Regions from separate parts of the Mus musculus genome. Here all the other regions are linked to region 1. A link is a contact called in public HiChIP or PLAC-seq and promoter capture Hi-C data. All regions are on one chromosome and are shown on one strand. The core of a region is the stretch at or near the end of the contact, and the rest is flanking DNA. Distances in the headings are between cores, read along the strand shown. Region 1 holds the start of 4930545L08Rik (RIKEN cDNA 4930545L08 gene). Region 2 holds the start of Dclk3 (doublecortin-like kinase 3). Region 3 has its middle 52 kb from the start of Gm36088. Region 4 holds the start of Arpp21 (cyclic AMP-regulated phosphoprotein, 21). Region 5 overlaps Dclk3 (doublecortin-like kinase 3).

Region 1 (3,437 bases), core at 253-2,752:
TATGACACTGTATAAGCATGTAAGCATCTTTCTGGCGCTGTAAACCGATGCGCCTTTGTCGTCGTTGGCCATTCCCCTTCTGCTGCTGTTTAAACAAGACCCCAAGCAACTGCTTCAGACCGCCCTAAGCCGGGATGAATAAAAGGGGAACACTGCCCTCTGGAGGCTGCAAAGAGAAGAGGGCTTCGTGTTTGGTCTCTAAAGGAAAGAAAGTAGCATCCTATTTCACAAACTCAAAGGCAGGCAGGTGAGCTTCCATGAGCACCGCTAGAGATGGAGTCATCTGTCCACAGGGGATATATTTTTAAGAATCTGAGAGAAATCAGAGACATAATTTTGAAATGAGCAAGTGAAGGTCATTCCTGAGACTCCAGTTGTCTACTGGGAGTCCCTAATGCTCGAGGTACCTCATGTTTGATGTAAGGTGTTTTGCTGGAGAGGGTAATTCTATGTATGTGGAAGAAATGCAAAAACCGATCCAAACCAAGCCAAACCAAACAAACCAACCAAAAAAAAAAAAAATAAAAAAAAAAAATAAAAAGAAGAAAAAGAAGAAGAAGAAGAAGAAGAAATGAAACAAAACAAGAACCCAATAAGAACCCAATTAGTCCGTGTGGTGGTGCAAGTCTTCAGTCTTAGCATTCAGGAGACAAAATTGAGATGATTAGGAGTTCAAAGCCAGTCTCATCCATTTAATGAGTTCAAGGCTAGGTTGTTCACAGAGATACCCCCCTCCCATACACACAATTCAGAAAAAAAAAGTACCAACCAACAACTCTATGCTATATATTTCTTAATATTTTTGACACAAAGAGTAATGCCTAAAATTCATTTCCCTCTATAACATTGTAAGGGAGTTAACCAATAAAACACTTTTTGTTGGGGGTTGGTAGATTGTAAGAACTCATTAGTCTCCCTGTGGTTAAACCCTAGGGCAAAGAAAATAAATAAAGTTAAATTAAATTAAAACAGTTTTCTATTGGTTAAAAAGAATAAAAAGGGAAAATGGAAGACAAGCACCCACCTGGAACAAGACGGAGAAACAAAATGGCGGTTATTTACCTGAAAGAGAAGAGCCAGGGAACAGGCAAGAGTGGGTGGGTATCCTGGAGCCTCTGCAAGCCCACAGGCAGTTAGAAGAGTTTGAATGGAAGCTGCGCAGACAGAAATTCCAAGTGAGGCTGTTAACTGTGAGTAGCAGAGAAAGTCAGCACTTTCCATTTCCATGGGTGTGCCTTCACAGGCATGTGTACACACACCTGCAAGTGCAGGGCATGGTGGGTGGCCTGCCCCATAGTTGCTTCTTAGTGAGTCGCCCAAGTTCATCCTGGAATCTCCAGTTCAGGAACTCAGAGCTTCCGTCTCAATATTTTTAACGTTTCAAACTCGCGATGCAAGTCTGTAAGTACCAACCCTCCCCTGCTTGGAACTTCCTACCATAGACATCCCATACATCAGGACCCTGTTTTCATCTGGTCCAGTGCAGGATGCTGAGCTGTGCTTGAGGCGCCGGCGCTGGAGCTGGTGGAGAGCGCCACCTGCTGTCGCTCGTTGTGCCTTGTGTGCTGTGTGTTCCAGAGCTTCCGCCACTTGGACATAGCTTTCCTCAAGATAGTCTTGGTTCTTTTGGGTCATTTTGCCCAAATGCAAACGCATTTGCATTGTGGAGGGTGATGATAACCGAGAGAAAAACCTCAAATGAAACACAGTTTCTGCATGTTTAACCCACAGTAAAGGAGAGGAAAAGAAAAACTGGCCAGCTTCTTCTTCTTCTTTTTTTTTTTTTTTTTTTTTTTTGAGACAATTTTACAAGGTCAGTTAGAGAATTCAATTCTGTGCCCCAGGAAAAGCATCTAAAAGCCATTCTCCCGGCTTTATAAGATAAACGAGTTGGAATAGCATCGATATTGAACACTCTCAAATTAGCAAACAGCTTCGTCCCTGGCTCATACAGGGAACCCATTCAGTCAGCTTGACTGTAAAATTCTCCAGCATTGGTTTCAGCCCCATGGACCCCCCCTTGCCACCCCCACACACTGTGCTCCACTTCTGTTTGCAAAGGGAGGCTAGAGGAGGGGGAAATGAAAGAGGCGTAGGTTTAGAAGACCCACTAAATACAGAAGGTGGGGTCTCTAGTACCACACACATCTCTTTAATGTGATTGATTGGAGGGAAACCCTTCTTATATTTTTGGTTGTGAGCCTAGCCTTTAATGGCTGATCCATCTCTCCAGCCTGGGGTAAGCATTCTTGACAACAACCCAATGTGTGTGTGTGTGGGGGGGGGGGGGTGTGTGTCTTATTTTCTTCTGATCCCTGGCTTTCTCAGCAGTCTTTACTCACACACCACCTTTGCAGCTATAATTATACAAGGCACCCTGTAATGTGAGTCAAAATGCGCTGCACTGGAAATCTGAAGAGCTGGGCTTAGTTTTAGTGCTTTACAGCAACTGCAGAAGTGGCCTCAAGGTGCTAAAATTCCCCCCTAGATTCCAGTTATTTCACAGGTAAGAAAGGTATGTACTTTGGTGGCCAAAACCGTATCTGACCTTGGAGGCATGTCATGTATTGTGACCATAAGAACGCCCATTAATAAGACTACATTTTTAGAATAGTATAATTAAAAGGAATAATTTGTAAAGGTGATTTAGCCTTCGGAATCCCCAGTTGACAGAAGCAGTGGGCACGCTACTGTATTGTTATCATCACTCCTTAAGATGATGGCATAGAATTTTGTTGGGTAGCCTGAGAGAATTGCATCTGAGTGTGTGACTAACAAGAGTTCAAGTTTAAAGCACAATTCGTGTGAAATATCCAACAGAGAAGATAGCTTCATTTCACAATCATGCTGGTATCTTGAGTTGAATTACCACTCTCAAAAATTATCATCGTAAGCCACAGAGATCGGGGCTTTGTATCTGTGCCAGTAACAAGTTATTTAGTCTGGAATCAGCTAAGGCTGCCTTATGTTGGCCCTCATACTGCAATGCAGACATCTGTTTAGGGAAGCTGATGTGTGTAGCTATCCTATTTTTTATTTGTGTAGTATATTTTGAAAAAAAAATTGGTTTAGAAATCTTTTTACATGTATTATTTACTGTGTGCCTGTGAGTGAAGTGGAAATGTAAGGGTTCTTTGTAAAATCGGCTGGATGGTGTTTTGTTTGAGAAAACACATGAAGGAACATTTTGCTGAAGCAGACACAGGAGAGAGGATGTGCTGCTCAAACAAGCATGTGAAAGGAAACGTGATGAAAGATGCTGTGCTAATGACACACGTTTATTGTTCTGCCTTACAATGAGCAGTTGAACTGCGTTTGTCAGGATGCCATAGAGAGAAATGACCACAATCTTCTGGCGGTGTACTGCAGTTTCTTGCTGCTTCCCCGGACTTGGGCTCATTGAATGCACATGCAAGGCACGTGGAGGACACCTGATG
Region 2 (3,775 bases), core at 694-3,193, 480 kb before region 1:
TTTTGCTGCAATAATCTTGAGGGACACAATAGCTCAGAACGTAATTGTTTGTAACTATGGGCATTTATCTCTGTCACTTCTAGGTCTCCAGTCCTATGGAGTAGCTCTAAAATCAGGTCAAATGTTAGCTGTAGGTTGATGCTGAGGCCTGATTCATGTTTCTCCATGTTCTCCTTGGCCAGGAGGAGCAGATCCTAGGGAGTGAGTCCAGGAGGATACACATCCAATAGCACCCCATTGGTCATTTAAGAAAGATGGCCACAATGACAGACATGATGCAGAGAAATACTGTGGTTTGAAGGGACAAAGGGTGTGGTTGTGATTTGGATCTTGGATCTTCCCCAGAAGCCTAGGGGTTGAAGGCCTACTCTCTAGCCTGTGGTGGCAGGCCATTTGGGTATGCCAATTAGTGGGAGGAAGTTAGGTCACTGGCATCACACCCTTGAAGTGATACCGGGGCCCCAGCACTTTCTTGTCTTTGCTTCTTGGCCGTCAAGATCTAATAAATAAATCTCTTCCTTCTTGTGTTCTTGTCATGACATGCTGCACCACCACCAGGGCCAAGCAAGCATGAATTGAAACCTCTGAGACTATGATCCAAACAAATATTTCTTCCATTTAAAGCATGAACTCAGGGAGCTAGGGAGATGGCTTAGTGCTTAAGAGTACTCCCTTGTGTTGGAGAGGACTTGAATTTGGTTCTCAGACCCACAAGAGATGGCTCACAAGTTGGTTGTTATAACTCAGGCTCCAGGGGCTTGGACATCCTCTGCAAAAATCTGTGGGCACCTACACCAATGTGCACCTCCCAACACATACTTGTGCACATAATTTAAAATAATAAAAAATAATTTAAAAAATTGGCTACTGGTTAGCTTATGTGTTTTGTCACAGTAATGAGACTATCTAATACAGGTAGGTGGTCTAAGTCTATTAAAAGATGGAACGAGAAATTACTCCTGTAATCTAACATACTATAGATACCATATTTGAATGCCAGGTGAGGCAGGAGGTGGAACGGGACCACGGAAAGCATCTATGAGCCTCAAAACCATTTTGAGAGTCTCACACAAAGCTTCCCAGTTATATTTCACTGGCCAAGACCTTTTCTTATTGGTTAGTTTTGGCACCAGGGCAGCTGGGAAATGCAGTCTTTATTGAGGGTTGCAATGTCTTCAGCTAAAATTGGTGTTCTGTTAATAAGGTGGGGGGGTTGTGAATATGTGAACAGTTAGTTTTCCCCACAGCATGCAGCAACGTGTGGGATAAATGCACTGTGGTGTGTTGTCTTGAGCTGAGAGCTCAAGACCCCTACTGCCGAGTGTGTTAAGCCAAACTACAGGGAAACGATGGTTATCCACCATCAGGTGTTGCTTGACTTCTGCCACACAAGGCAGGAGACTCAGCATCTGATCCCTAAAGCTCCGTCTATTTGACTCTCTTCCCCTCCTGGGTTGGAACCACTGTGTCCTAACTTTGATTCTGGGTGCAAAAAGAACGTTTTGGTGGCGTACCTACAGTTTGGCCTCTGTGCTGCAGGGAGAGGCAGGGTTGCTGGGGTTCCAGACCTCCTTGACTTGGGAGTCACCCACTGAGAGCACTGTAGAGCCTCAAGTCAAAACCAGTCCCCTAGTCCCTTAGCTGGAACAGCCTTGGCAGAGGGAATAGGGAAGGAAGGAGGGAAGGAAGGAGAGAGAAAGGAGGTAGGAAGGAGATATATGAGAGAGAGAGATATGAGAGAGAGAGATATGAGAGAGAGAGAGAGAGAGAGAGAGAGAGAGAGAGAGAGAGAGAGAGAGAAGAGATCCTGTGGGGTACTGGCTGTCCAGCTAGCTCTCCTGGAGCGCCCTGCTTGCTCAAGTTCACTGCCAACTCCACCGCCCCCGGGTGGCCTAGGGCGAGGCGGGGCGAGGCGGGGAGGGGCGGGGCGGGGCGGCGGCGGCAGCGCGGTTGTCAAGCTCGCGCTGAGGAGACTGTCCTTGCGCCGTGGCTGCCGCCAGCAGCAACCTAAAGGAAGAGGAGACCTGGATCGCTCTGTGCAGCGAGTAGTCCCGGCGCCTTCCTGCGCCCGCTTGGCCGCCGTCGGGCCACGTCCAAGAGCTGCCACCTGCAGCCAGGCCGCCAACCATGCCAGCCGCGCCGGTCCTGCGCCCGCCGCCGCCGCCAGCGACCCCCGCCCCGCCGGCACCCAGTCGCCCTGCGCCTCCCATTCCGGGTAAGTGCCCTCGGTGACTGTCGGGAACCCCACTCTGAGCGATGGGGCAGCAGAGGCAGACCCTACGGGGATGCACTGTGCAGGCATGTGTGCAGGCTTGCGATTTGAGTTCATGTGTGCTCTGCGTGAGTCTGTTGTGTGCATGTGTGTACTTGTGCAACCCCTCTACACAACGGGAAACTTGCTAGGGGGTGACACCAGCTTGAGCGGTTCCCCTCTGGGCAATCAGAACGCCATTCCTGGAAAAACATACTGGGCAGGTGCAGGAGGCTGCAGGAAGAGTCACCACAGAGGGAGCTGTCGTTGATTAATCTTCATGGGGGAGGCACTAGTCACCCAGAGACGTCCCTCATTCCATCCTTTTCTGAAAGAACCTCTGTTTTGAAGCTCTAGAGCTACCTCCTTGTCAAAGGTCATCCAAGAGTTGTGGAGAGGTTTACTGAACCCTGCTTTCCAGAGCGCTGTTTCTAGCCAGAGAGTCACAGAAGAACAAAGGGGGGTTAGAAAGAAACAGTACAGGCAGAGTGTTTGGGAATTAGCAGGCTAGATCAGAGCGGGAGAAATAGAACCATCAATTCATTTCAAATATAGCCCCACGTTTTCACTCCTTTCCACGTCTGGCTCTGGGGGCGAGGTGTGGTGGAGAAAGGATGAGGCAGCTCCCGGGCCGGGCAGAGGCGTCTGGGGACACCTTCCCAGAGTATGTGCCTGCTGGGAGTGGGGCTGAGAAGCTGTGGAGGGAATTAGGTTGTTACTTGCTCCATATAGTGAGTCATTTCTCTGCCTCACTCCTTCTGAGTCCAGACCATTCTCTGTCCTCTACTTGATGGTTGATAGCCGTCCAGTGGGAGCTAGGTCCCACTCTCAACCGCTCTTATAACATATGCTGGCATTAAGGAGACTGTTTTGGGGCCTGCAGAGGGGGGTCTGTTGGCTTTTACAGGGGTGATCTACTGGGGCTAGTGTTGGGCTAAGGATCACAGAGAAGCGAGGTTCCCAGAGCTCTAGGTAGGGACACGTTATTCCTGGGGGGGGGGGGGAGAAAGCAGAGCCCCAGGGAGGAAACAGGGCTGTGGAGTGCTGGTTTGTCTACTCCCAACTTCAGCAAAGCAAGTTCTCTGTGATAGTATTGTTAGCGCGATGCCACGGGAGGAAGGGCAAAGGGAGGCAGCTGTGATTTCTGAGTTATACTTACTGACCAGCTCTCTCTCCACAGTCCTATTGTGGCACATTAGAGCCCCGAGTACTTGGCTCTGAGCTGTAAGTCACCCCCTACCTCCACTGGAGGCTGACCTTTGCGCTGCTCAGCTGTTACATGTTCAGAGCAAGGACTGGCTGTAAGTGCACATCTCTCTGGGGCAGCCCCTGACTGACAACTAATGGGTCTTGAGGAGAACATTAGTTAGCTCACCTCCTAGGCTCCTCACTAGGACACTGAGTGAGGCGTGATGTTCTTTGTTTATCATTAAGTTTCTTTGTCATTACATGGTTAACTCCCAAGGATCTTTGAGGGTCTTGCTTCCCTCACTCGGCTTGCTTTTGGGTCTTAGCTGGCTTCTG
Region 3 (3,815 bases), core at 1,239-3,738, 400 kb before region 1:
GGCATAGTTATTATTACTATTGTTGCAATTTTAGGATAAGAGAACTCTGACTTTGAGTCGCATGACCTTGCCCTCACCTTGGAAAATTGCTACAGCTGCCTTTTATCAGATACACGGAGAGCTGTAATTTGGCCTCTGAAGATAGTCTCTGTGAGACTACTCCAGACTGGGTCTTGCTGTCACTTTTCACAGTAGAATGTAGCCCTCATTGAATCTGACCACACTAACCCCTATGTTAGTGGGTTGTAAAGTACGACAGCTTGCTTTCTTTCCTTTTTTTTAAAAAAACATTTATCCATTTATTTAATGCATATGGGTACACTGTAGCTGTACAGATGGTGAGCCTTCATGTGGTTGTTGGGACTTGAACTCAGGACCTCTGCTCACTCCAGCCCAAAGATTTATTTATTGTTATATGACAGTGTCAGTCAGCTGCTTATCATGGTTGTGTGGGTTACAAACACTCTTGTCTAATACCTTATAGATTTGAAGCTCCTGGTTTTCAGAAGGACAGGGCGTGCTTTGTTCTGTGAAGTTTCAGTGACTCCTCTAACTCTCACAGGCATTGCTATCTGCAGAACCATTTGATCTCTGTGGTGCTCTGGGTTTTAGCATCACAGCTGCCATGGTTTGGATCTAAAGCGCTCCCCTTAGAGCCCATGTCTTGAAGGTTTGGTCCCCAACTAACTGCTCTGTGGTTTGTGCAAACTATAAATGATGAGGTTTGGTTGGAGGAGGTCACAGGGAGCTCGCTTTGAAGAGTGTATCTTGTGCTCGTTATCTACCTATCTGACTCCTGGCTGCTCTGGAGTGATCACCTTTGCTCCCACCATGCCCATTCTACAGATTGTTCTGCCTCAGTGATGTTCTACAGCGATGGGGCCAGTTGGTCACAGAATCCCTTGAAACCTTGACCCACACCAGTCTTTCCTAGTTGATGCTGATGGCCTCACATGTTCCATCACAGCACCAGGTAACTTGGGTAACAGAAGCACAAGGTAAGTGTATTAGAAACACAGTTTGTGAATAGCAGTAATTCAGACATAGGGGTGGCTCTGCAGTTCTATTCTAAGTTTCCAGTCTGAATTATCATTTATCTGTACAGTAGATGTTTGAGTGGGTAGTTGGCCTGAGATGAATGTTGTCCAGGGACCTGCAGATGATGTTTCGGGAGCCTTAGTGTATCCTTAGCATCTGGATACTCTCCTTTCCAGCACAAGTGGCTTGTTTAAACTTCACTGATTCTCCCAAGAATAGGGATGTCTGGGCAATTTGTATTCTTGAGAACAGAACCACTTCCCTGTTATTATCACAAAATTACTAATAATGCAGAACTGGATCTGATGATAAGAATGCTCACAGTGGCTCTGTTTATGACAATAACATAAACCCGTGTTTATGTATAATTGTTGAGATAAAAATCTCTTCATAGTTCATGCAACAGCCACCCTACCTCCCCAGCCTTTCAATGTCATCCTGGAGAGCAACATCAGGCCTTTAAAAATCTCTCAAAGGCATCTTGAATGGCCTTGAAAATGATGGTCATGAGAAGACCCAGGAAGGAAAGGAATACATAGCTGTAAAATGTTAATAATAATAATAATAATAATAATAATAATAACAATAATAATTTCCAACACAATAGGAACCATTTTTTTTTTTTTTTTTTTTTTTTTTTTTTGGTTTTTGGAGACAGGGTTTCTCTGTATAGCCCTGGCTGTTCCTGGAACTCACTTTGTAGACCAGGCTAGCCTCGAACTCAGAAATCTGCCTGCCTCGGCCTCCCAAGTGCTGGGATTAAAGGCATGTACCACCACTGCCCGGCAGGAACCATCTTGAACAAGGGCAACCAGCCACAGTGGTGTGCTTCTCCAATGTTCCCACTTATAAGTGAGGAAAGTGCATGTGTGCTTCTAGGTGACAGTGGAGTGATCTGAGGAAGGGGTCTAGACCTGTGGTAATAATTTTGGTCTGAATTAAACCAATCCTAGGGTTTCATATTAGAAATTAATGTATATTATATATTCTCCCTAATAATTTATCCTTTAGTTGAATATTTATGAAGTTCAAAGTTATTACTATTAAATAAAATCGATGGCTCAAAATGATCCCTGTACTGTGGGCTCTAAGGAGACCGTGGGCTTCTGCCGAGCTATCCAGTACTCCAGTTTACAGCTTAAAGTTGAGTGTATTTTCTACTTTATTAAGCAGTCCTTGCGTTATGACTTATAAGTAGTACCTCGGATAATCCCTGAGAGAGTGCCAGCCCCTCTCTGAGAGGTTGGAGTGCTAGCTCTGTAGCTCATGGGGAGCAAAGAGGAGCCCCAGATGGATGAGGAGAAGGAAGGAGTGGCTGCTCTCAGGAGACGCTTGGGGGTAGCATGAAGCACCTGGGTTCCGGTGAGGGGAGATCTGCTCAGCTCGGTCCCGGCAAGAACATGGCCAACCCCACTGTAATCAGGCTTGGTTAGAGGCTATTCTGGGAGAGGAAGTTGTGCAGCCCAGATAAAACACGGGGGCTGATTGGTCACTCTAGCTGTAGCCATAGATGGGCGGAGCAGAAACAAGGCCTAATTTGGTGACATGGAGGCTGTCTTCTAGCGGGAGGAAGGCAGCCCATCATTTGGGTCCAGGGCAGAATTTCTCTCTTGGTGCCAGACACCACACTGGAACACTTAGGAGAGCTGGGCAGAGGAGACTGTGTGGATAGGCTGGTACTTAGTGGAGGAGTAGGTTCACACTCATCTCTTGTTTAAAAAAAATCAGAAATTCTTAACCTTCAGTGAAGAGCTTGGAAGACAGCCTCCCAACATGATTGACATGGAGCCCTTAGCTGTTTTGTGTAATTATTAAAAACAACCCATGCTATCGCCGGCTACTGTCTGGCTGCAGTGGTTTCCCTTCCTCCATGGCTACCTAACTTGCGGCTGTCTACCTAACTTCCTCGGTTTGATTGCCGCTGGGAAAACTGTTGTTTTCCCAGTCATCCAACCTCAGCAGCCAGCTGCTGCCAAACCACTCAGCACCCCCAAATTTCTGTGTCTAGCTGGGGTTACACTCTCACCAACCCACGCTCCGCTGAGGCTGGCTACCTTTTCCCTGGAGCTCAGTTGAGTCGCGTCAAAATGGAAAACGCCAGACAATCTTAGTTTAGAATCAATCAACAGATAACACGATCACTGGGCGAGGAATCTATCCTCCTAAACAAATTAACTATTCTATGTTAGAAATCTTCGGCTGGCAGATTCTGGTGGATTCTGCCACCAGATCTAACAGTGCCCGGTCCACATTTTACCTGCTTTCGCTGCCCTCGCAGTCTAAATCGAAGTGCCTTCCTCCTGTGTTCCCTCTTCCTCTCTCAGACCCGGAAGGCCCGCCTCCTCCTCGCCCAGTGATTGGCTTCTTGTCATCTTTATTATCCAATCAATTAGGGGAGAATTTTGCTACTATTCGCTGTCCTTGAACTTTTCTAGTTTTAGGATGGTGGCAGGACTGGGCCTGTGCCAGATTCTGGAGGCAAGGAGTCCTGTAGCCAGCAGAAAGGAGAAGAAAGGAAAGGATGGCAAAGACATAGCCGGAGGCAGAGAAGACAGAGGGAGACTCCAGCGAAGAGACAATGAAAAGAGTTACCCAGAAGTGGCTGTGTTTCAGGCAGATGTGTGGCACTGTACAGTGAGAAGCTGGCCTAACATTCAGTGCTGGTTCAACAAGATGATGCAAGGCAAGGTTTGGTTAAGAATAAAATTATTCAGGCATGGATAAGAGTCATTCGCTCAGGATCATCTTGAAGAGGCCAAGAGGGATGCGTGATTTCA
Region 4 (3,939 bases), core at 298-2,797, 310 kb after region 1:
ATCAATGCTACCTCAGAGACATTTTAAAATATGCACTCTTTAGAAAGATAAATGAGGGACATTTCACTCAAAGTTAAAGGGAGAAAATAACACAACTATTTCACCAAGTCCATCTAAAACCTCCAGATTCCCTTAGTTGTCACAGCTCTGGTGCAAAGTTTCAAGTTTATGACAGAAAAATCAACCCAAAATTCCCACAGCAGAAATTCAGATTATCACCATATCTGAAGCTGGTGGTAGTTTTTTTGAATCTCAGAATGTTTCATAAGGTCCAACCCATCTGCCACAGCAGAACAATGATTCAGGAATTTGAAATTAAATCTGCATTCATTACCCAACATTCTCACAGCCTATATTAAAAATAGTAGACACACAGGAAGTCCCCAGTTAGCATCTCCTCTAAGTTTTCAGAAACTCAAATTATTGAGTCTTCTTTCTAAGAACCAGCAAAGACGCTGAAGGAGCATCTAACCAGCTATTCAGAGAGAATTCTCTCATCCAAACCGATTGATTTCCATCGATAAGCTATAAGGACCCGATTCAAAAGACCACCTCTGCAGCCCGCTTTACCTTCCCACTCCCTTCTGCTCTGCAGTCTCCACAGCAGCACAGGGCTCTGTCTGTTCTCGGGCTCCTTTCATTGCAGAGTGAGATGCCCACTCCTTCATTAAACAGCGTTAAAAAACAGACTGCAAGGAACTCCTCAGTGCAGCACGCTCTAACAGGGTGATTGCTACAGTTCTCAAGTAACCACACTCAACTGAGATCTATGACAAGCAGTCACTGAGAGATTGGCAATGTGCAAATCTAATAAAACACACACACACACACACACACACACACACACACACACACACACACACTTGTCTGGGTCTGAACTGAATTACCAGCAAAAAGAAATCACCATATAGTGAATGAAATTAAGTCACCAAGAAACCTAATGGTATTCCCCGGAGGAGCTGTTTAAGTTTCTTTAAATATGCCTCATCCAAAGTACTGTTAAATAAGCACTCACCGAGAGGAATAGTTACTTTGTCATTCGGACGACATAAATCATACCCGGAAAGGAGAAACTAAGACATGTATAATACAATGGTCTAAAGCAATGCCTTTAAATTTACACAGAAACCAAATCATATTAGCACAGACGAGCATAGCAAGAGATGATCTTTTCCCAATCTTTGAGAATGGAAACATGTATCACTTTAAAAAGACATCTAAATGTATTCTCTAGAAATATAAAAATAGCCTGCCAGTCAAAGCGATTAGAAAGCAAAGGAAGATGAGGACAAAGGACACTGAGAATCAGACATAAGCAGGTACATACCTTGAAGGGCTACATAACCCCGAAGACAGGGTCTCTCATGTTAAGATCACTCTGCTATTTGAAGGAAGCATAACTAGCCCTAGTGCCTTCCAAATGACTGTCTTTCATGAAAATGACATTAGCTAAAATGCCACTCAGACATCAAGCCCTATAGTAACATAATCCTGAAAGAGAGGGTCTACTTAGGCTGAAGAGCATATCAAAGGCTCTCTGATTTTCACAGAATTACAAAAAAAAAAAAAAAAAGGAAACAAGAAGTGCCTCCCTGCCTGCCCTGTCTACTTTGCTGCTTACTTAAAGCAGTAAACTGCAGAGTTGGGTTCCAAGGCAGATGAGGAAAGGGTGGGCACAGTTTAGATTTATTCTGCATTGGAGCAAAATTTGAAAAAAAAATACAGATTCATTTCCATTCTAGAGACTGTCATTCTAGCTTGCAGAAGCTGCATCCTTTGAGAAGGCAGAGAGCGAAATGATGGTCTCCATCTGCAACACGTTCTTAGGGGGACCATTTCTAGCAACCTCACCGTACACCTCCCATCCCGCCATGACATTACCTTCCTCATTGCTTTTTTTTTTTCTTAAGACTTAGGCTCCAGTCTTAGTCTGTGTCTGTAAAAGGTGATCAAGCTTTGAATTTAATACATCCGTGACATCCATGCTAAGCCATGTAATTTCTCTTCCGAAGAAACTTTTTAAAACACTTGCCTGATACAGATCCAATCCTACTATCACATTTATCACCCGAGACAGATAACGTTACACCAGAGGCTGTCATGGAAATGACTTCAAGATTTAAAAAAAATAAAGCAAAAAATTATCCTCCTCTCCCTCCCTTCTCCGACCTCTTGGGACCCAGGACCTCTGTGGTAACTGAGGAAAGTGACAAGTTTTCAACTGAAACAAGAGAATGTCCAAACTTGGCACCATAAAACCCATATAAAATTACTGGAAACTTCTGTTACAGAAAGCATCGTCCCTTTCAATTCCCTTCCCAGATTTCAATTTCTGCCTGCTTTGAGGGAAAGAGAGTCCACCCATGCCTTCCGCCGAGACATAGAAACAAGATAAACAACACAGAAACGACAAACAGGTCAAAGGGAAAGCACAGATAGATGGTAGAAAGAAAAAAAAAGGGGGAGGGGGCAGCAGAAGCAGAAAGCCCCAACAGCCAGACACAAAGGGCTTGTGATGCTCATGTCGGAAGACTTGGCTCTTTACCTGAAGGAACAGTGGAGTGACCCAGCGTCCCGGGTGCCTTGACTGACTGGATTTCGTTTGGGGCTTTTGTGAGTAATTATTGTTTCTCAGTGAATGCTTTGGTTGGGTCAGTTTGGTTTGTGGCTTGCCTTTGTTGTTTGGTCGATTTATTTTAACTGCTAGCAAAAGGAGCCCTTGGCTTGGAGGCAGGGGTCCTCGCGCTGCCCAGGCACAGCGCTGGTGGGGAACGCGTGGCTGCGGCTGTTGGACTGTCACCGCTCCGGACGCTTGGAGGTCTTCGCTGCTAGAGAGTCTGTATGTCACCACAGGCTGCTGAGCTCCTGTCTGTCTATTTGCCTGTCTGTCAGTCTGTCTGCTTCAGGAAAGGGGTTGGGGGTGGTGTCCAGGCTTTGCTCTGCTCCTCTCTCTTGGGAGTAGCCACCTTCTCCTGCAGCCAGTCCTTGCGCTGATCTGTCCGCCCCTCTGCGACCTGTGGTCCCACCAGCAATGCGGGAACCAGGTGACTGTCGTTGGAGCCCGCAGCGTCTCTGCTACTTTGCTACTTTGCGCTCCGGCCACTTCCCCAGGTCGGGTGGGAGGAGGTGACTGCAGGGAGCGAGTGCACGGGGCTGGCTGTCCCTGTCCCTCCCTCTCCGTCTCCCTGCCCGCTGAGTGCTCCCTCTTCTCTCTCTCTCTCTCTCCTCTCTCTCCTCTTCTCTCCTCTCCTCTCTCTCTCTCCGCTCTCTTCTCTCCTTTCTCTCTTCTCTCTCTCTCTCTCTCTCTCTCTCTCTCTCTCTCTCTCCCTCGCTCGCAGGATTTCGATCTCTCTGGCTGAGTAGGTCCACCTGAGGGTCACTCTCGCAGTCCCGCCGGAGTCAGCCAGCCTCAGTGGTGCTCCCGACCGCCCCACCCGGCCATGCCCTCCCACAGGGCTGGCTAGGCTCCCAGGCAGCGCCCAGCTCCTCCCCGCCAGCCAAAGACGCGTCCAGCCGGGCGGGCACCAAGAGCACCGAAAGCATTGCACATGCCCGCCCCCCTCCCCCCAATAGTTCCTGCCCCAAGACCCGTGCTGGCGACCCCTCTGCGGAGGGAGATGGCCCTGAGGGGACGCTCAGTGATGCCCGGTCTCTGGGCCACCACGCAAAGCCGAGGCTTGAGCGCAGCCGGCACCTGCTCTGTGCGCCAGGCGCTGCCATACCCACTGCTCTCACCACCCCTGGGCTGGAGACAAAGCGCATGAGCCACGCGCGCGGCAGCGCGAGCATCATTAATCAGAGGAAACTGGCGCGCTGCCCCGGCCCCGCCACCCTGCCTCTCCCTCCCAGCCACCAGGCGCGCCCCGGAGCCCAGCCCTTACCTACCTCGCTGGGGTACCACCTCGAGTCCTAGGGATGTTTGGCCAGAGCTTCTGGGTT
Region 5 (3,704 bases), core at 586-3,085, 440 kb before region 1:
GGGCTAGAGAGATGGCTCTGTGTTTAAGGGTACTGGTGTTCTTTCAGAGGACTTGGGTTTGATTCCAACATGGTGGCTTCCAACCGTCTGTAACTTCAATTCCAGGGGTTCCAATGTCCTCTCCTCGCCTCCTTGGGCACCAGGCATCTACGTGGTATACAGATAAACATGCAGGCAAAATACCCATGCGCATAAGCAAATGAATTATTTTAAAATGAATCACAGCTTTATTTCTGTGTTGTGTGTTGAGGGATGCAGGTGGCAGGTAGCCATGAGCTGCCTCCTTCCCAGGGGGACAACTTGGAGGATCGGTTCTCTCTTTCTGCCCTATGGGTCCTGAAGAAGGCACTCAGGTGGTTAGGCTTAGTGGCAGGCATTCTTTTACCCAAGCCGTTTTATCAGCTGTGATGAAACGTGATCAAAAGCAAACTAGGAAGGAGGGGGCTTATTTGGCTTACAAATCCTGGGTGGGAGTCCACGGAAGGAGCCAAGGTGAGAGGGAACTCCAGGCAGGAGCCTGGAGGCCATAACTGAAACAAAGACCACGGAGGGGTGCTGCTTCCTGGCTTGTTCTCCTAGGGTTTCTCAGCCTGCTTTCTCATACAACACAGAACTACGTGCCCAGAAGTGGCTCCTCTCACAGTGGCCTAGGCCCTTGTACTTTAGTCATTAATCAAGAAAATGCCCTATAGATTTGCCCATGGGCAACCCAATGGTGACATTTTCTCAGTTGAGATTCTTTTCCCAAATAACTCTAGTTTTTTCTCTCTCTCTCTTTTTTTTTTGTCAAGTCAACAAACCTGACTGTCATGATGTGTCCATGCAAGTCAGAGGATAACTTTCCAGAGTTGGTTTTCTCCTTCCATCTTGTTGGAGTCTTTCTTGTTACTGCTTCTGTGCCCTACAAGGCAGCTGCTCCTGGAGTTGCCAGATACTCCCCTACCCTGCTGCAGTAGTGCTGGGTAGTAGTAGTGCATGTGGAAACATGTCTGGATTTTTATATTATTTCCAGAGATTTCACTCACATCATTAAGCTCGCACAGGCCTTTTTACCCACGAAGTCATCTTCCGTGGCTCTACATTTCCTTCCATTTCTTCCTTCTCTCCCCATAAAGACAGGTCCATGAAAGCAGGCACGATTTTATTCAGACTCTACCACGGAACCGAGAACGGTTTTGCTACACGGAGGACAGTTAACAGACATGCGTTGGATGCCATCGCTCACTGCTGTCTGGGAAACAGCAAACACTCCATTGCTTGCTGATATCATTGAGATCAGCAAATTGAAAGGACCGTGGTGCCCTGGCATTTATCATGAAGGGCCACTCAGAGCCTAGTTTGCCTCAGACGAAGCAATAGCGAATGAGACAGTTATGCCAATAAGCCACATTTTTTTTTTCTGGACAGGGAAAAGGGGCCAGGAACTTAGTGTGCTCCCTTTAATTCTCCAGGCTGCAGAGCTGTGTCTGTGACCTGCCCCCACGAGTGAGCCGGCTGCAGGCAGACTGAGTCAAGCTCATTTTCTGGTGAAATGAGGTTTATGTTGTCCATTAACTCAGGTCCTCCTGTTTTTGCCAACTTTAATAGAATTGCAAGAATAATTTGGCTGTCTGCCTGCATGGTCTGAATTAGCCTCCGATAACTCTCTCGGTGGAAACTGAATTTTTATATTCGCTGGTGTTCTTGTCCCTTCTCTATTGCTTTTAAAAAAACCTTTATTATTATCAAAAATTTTTTTGGCTAATATATTCACTGACGTATCCCAGACTTGCCTCAAGCTTGTTGCGTAGCCCGAGGATGACCCTGAACATCTGATCATCTCGCCTCTATCTCGCTTGTGCTGGGGTTACAGGCGTGTGCCACACCTGGTGTATGGGAATGAAGGCAGGATTCCAGCGTGCTAGGCATGCATGCTGCAAACTGAGTTACAGGCCCCATTATTCAGTCTTTTTGTTGTTTCTGTCTTCTGGGTCTGAATGGAGGCATTTTTCCCACTTGATGACCAGACTCTCAACAGAGTCTTTGTTCTTTCCTTTGCTGTTTTTCCTGAACCCTTTAAGCAGGAGCGATTCTTCTGAGAGCTCTGGGTAGGTCCTGTGAGCTGGGCCGAATAAGATAGTCCACCAGTTACCCACGCCCACAGTTTTCACATGCAAGATTAGGGGTACCTAGGGACTAGTTTTACTTGGGGACAGTTGGTTTACCTTGTATTTTCTGACCAGGACAAGATCCTGGGATCTGTCTGTGGCTCAGCTTGTTCTCACAGTGCGAGGGATGGACCAGGCAGCAGTGTGTCACTGGAGAGTGAGCTCCGTGGCTGGTTGAGAATGGGAAGTTGCTCTGGGAAGTAGAAACTGTAATGGTGATGTGTTCGGTGTAGACAAATATCTCTGAGAGGTTAAGCAGACGCAGATCTTTGTAGAATTAAATATCACAGCTGAGATCTTTGAGTGCTTTAAGGCAGTGGTGTGTGTGTGTGTGGGGAGAGAAAGAGAGAGAGAGAGAGAGAGAGAGAGAGAGAGAGAGAGAGAGAGAAAGGGTGATGGCAAACTACAGATTAGCTGTAATTTTTCTTTTTAACAGTTTTCATCATTCACATTTACATGCATGCATACAACATATTAGGAGCAGATTCATCTCCTACAAGCATCTTGTCCCCTCCTGATGCTGCTCACTCTATTTTTCCCAACTAGTCTCTCTCCCTGCCATATTTATATATTTTCTATATGTGTGTGTACTTGTATGTGTGTACAAGTCTTGTGTGGGTGAATAGCTATAGTATTTTCAGCTCAACACACAATCTGTTCATGGCTACCAGACCAGTTGGCATTTAGAACTTTTTTTGATTTTGATAAAAAAAAAAAAAGGTCAGTTTTATTCTCTCCAAATAAACTTTGGTTGGCATCAGGACCTCTGAAACCTGTGACATCACATCGGCGGGACCCACAGACCTTTTCCCAAGGCAACAGCCACCATATTCCCAGAATCCACTTGGCTCACCTCCCACCTTTACCAGTGTTACATCATTACCCATACACAAAGAAAGCTCCCTCCCACCTTTTTCTCTCTCTTCTCCACTTCTCTTTCCGCTGCCATCTTCCTTGCCCCCCTCTCTCCCAATAAACCTCTTACATGTGGAACTGTTTTGGCCTGGTGTGCAGACTCAAGCTGCTATTCTAACACATCAAATTTTATGCATGTACAAGTATATATATGTGTGTGCGTGTACATGTGTACATGTACAGCTTCAAAAACAGCAGGAAGCTGTGTGTGAGCCATCTTTTGTGTATGAGGTAATGCCTTGCTCTTCCTGGGTGATCTGTCGGTGATCACTTGTTGAAACAGGTGTCTATCACACTCATGAAACACGTTTGTCCTTTTTCAGCCTAAGTCAGTTTGGCATATCATGTCTAGAGTCTAAACATTATCCAGTGCCAGGCTTTTGGTTTTCTTCAGACAAAGATGAGGCTTCTGCTGGACTTGACAACTTCTGTTGTCTGGGCTTAGATAGATACCATTTCCGAGCTTGTTGATAGAGAATAATTATGTTGCAAATGTGTTTGGTTTTTCCAAGATTCAGTATTCACCACTGTTGCCATGGTGACCAGCATCCATCAGTTGGTGTTCTTCACTTACCTACATGTGCTGTCAAATCAACGCTTCCTTTCTTTAAGAGATGGCTGCTGGCTCTCTATTAGACCTAT

The links. Promoter capture Hi-C pulls out the DNA fragments that hold promoters and counts their contacts. HiChIP or PLAC-seq counts read pairs in DNA pulled down with a chosen protein or histone mark.
Region 2: a promoter capture Hi-C map of liver shows a contact between it and region 1, with 7 times the contacts expected there. The contact joins the promoter of Dclk3 here to the promoter of 4930545L08Rik in region 1. A contact is called at or near these places in 17 of 39 promoter capture datasets (the 3T3-L1 cell line, the C10 cell line, the HPC-7 cell line and 11 more), 1 of 15 datasets of contacts at CTCF or cohesin (embryonic stem cells), 1 of 484 Hi-C or Micro-C datasets (olfactory sensory neurons) and 2 of 115 datasets of contacts at active chromatin or transcription factors (embryonic basal ganglia and embryonic forebrain).
Region 3: an H3K27ac HiChIP or PLAC-seq map of embryonic stem cells shows a contact between it and region 1, with 19 times the contacts expected there. The contact joins the enhancer-like site here to the promoter of 4930545L08Rik in region 1. A contact is called at or near these places in 2 of 39 promoter capture datasets (the C10 cell line and hippocampal neurons), 1 of 15 datasets of contacts at CTCF or cohesin (embryonic stem cells), 3 of 484 Hi-C or Micro-C datasets (the HPC-7 cell line, bone marrow-derived macrophages and embryonic stem cells), 7 of 115 datasets of contacts at active chromatin or transcription factors (embryonic basal ganglia, embryonic stem cells and stem cell-derived neural progenitor cells) and 2 of 9 other capture datasets (adipose tissue and liver).
Region 4: a promoter capture Hi-C map of hippocampal neurons shows a contact between it and region 1, with 3 times the contacts expected there. The contact joins the promoter of Arpp21 here to the promoter of 4930545L08Rik in region 1. A contact is called at or near these places in 9 of 39 promoter capture datasets (the 3T3-L1 cell line, 3T3-L1-derived adipocytes, the C10 cell line and 4 more), 4 of 115 datasets of contacts at active chromatin or transcription factors (embryonic forebrain, embryonic midbrain, forebrain and 1 more) and 1 of 9 other capture datasets (liver).
Region 5: a contact with region 1 is called in an H3K27ac HiChIP or PLAC-seq map of oligodendrocyte precursor cells, with 13 times the contacts expected there. The contact joins the enhancer-like site here to the promoter of 4930545L08Rik in region 1. A contact is called at or near these places in 1 of 39 promoter capture datasets (liver), 1 of 15 datasets of contacts at CTCF or cohesin (embryonic stem cells), 9 of 484 Hi-C or Micro-C datasets (the C10 cell line, the HPC-7 cell line, bone marrow-derived macrophages and 4 more) and 11 of 115 datasets of contacts at active chromatin or transcription factors (differentiating embryonic stem cells, embryonic basal ganglia, embryonic forebrain and 3 more).

Annotation. Positions count from the first base shown.
Region 1 is chr9:111,917,227-111,920,663 of GRCm38.p6, forward strand. It overlaps 4930545L08Rik (RIKEN cDNA 4930545L08 gene), which reads right to left and starts at 1,503. Exons shown (of 2, transcript NR_166641.1): 1 at 1,063-1,503.
Region 2 is chr9:111,437,138-111,440,912 of GRCm38.p6, forward strand. Dclk3 (doublecortin-like kinase 3) reads left to right here and starts at 1,944. Exons shown (of 5, transcript NM_172928.5): 1 at 1,944-2,215. The coding sequence starts at 2,128.
Region 3 is chr9:111,519,898-111,523,712 of GRCm38.p6, forward strand. No RefSeq gene overlaps it. Among named protein-coding and RNA genes, the nearest start is that of Gm36088, 52 kb to the right of the region's middle. Within about 2 kb of position 2,489, at least 14 of the 459 cell types and tissues checked have an H3K27ac peak or open chromatin away from gene starts, as enhancers often do. A contact at or near this core is called in embryonic stem cells, where this site is marked.
Region 4 is chr9:112,231,765-112,235,703 of GRCm38.p6, forward strand. Arpp21 (cyclic AMP-regulated phosphoprotein, 21) reads right to left here and starts at 1,548. Exons shown (of 21, transcript NM_001362020.1): 1 at 1,328-1,548. It also overlaps a transcript of 2900079G21Rik not described here.
Region 5 is chr9:111,472,541-111,476,244 of GRCm38.p6, forward strand. All of the region lies in intron 2 of Dclk3 (doublecortin-like kinase 3), which reads left to right. Among named protein-coding and RNA genes, the nearest start is that of Dclk3, 35 kb to the left of the region's middle. Within about 2 kb of position 1,836, at least 30 of the 459 cell types and tissues checked have an H3K27ac peak or open chromatin away from gene starts, as enhancers often do. A contact at or near this core is called in liver, oligodendrocyte precursor cells and stem cell-derived motor neurons, where this site is marked.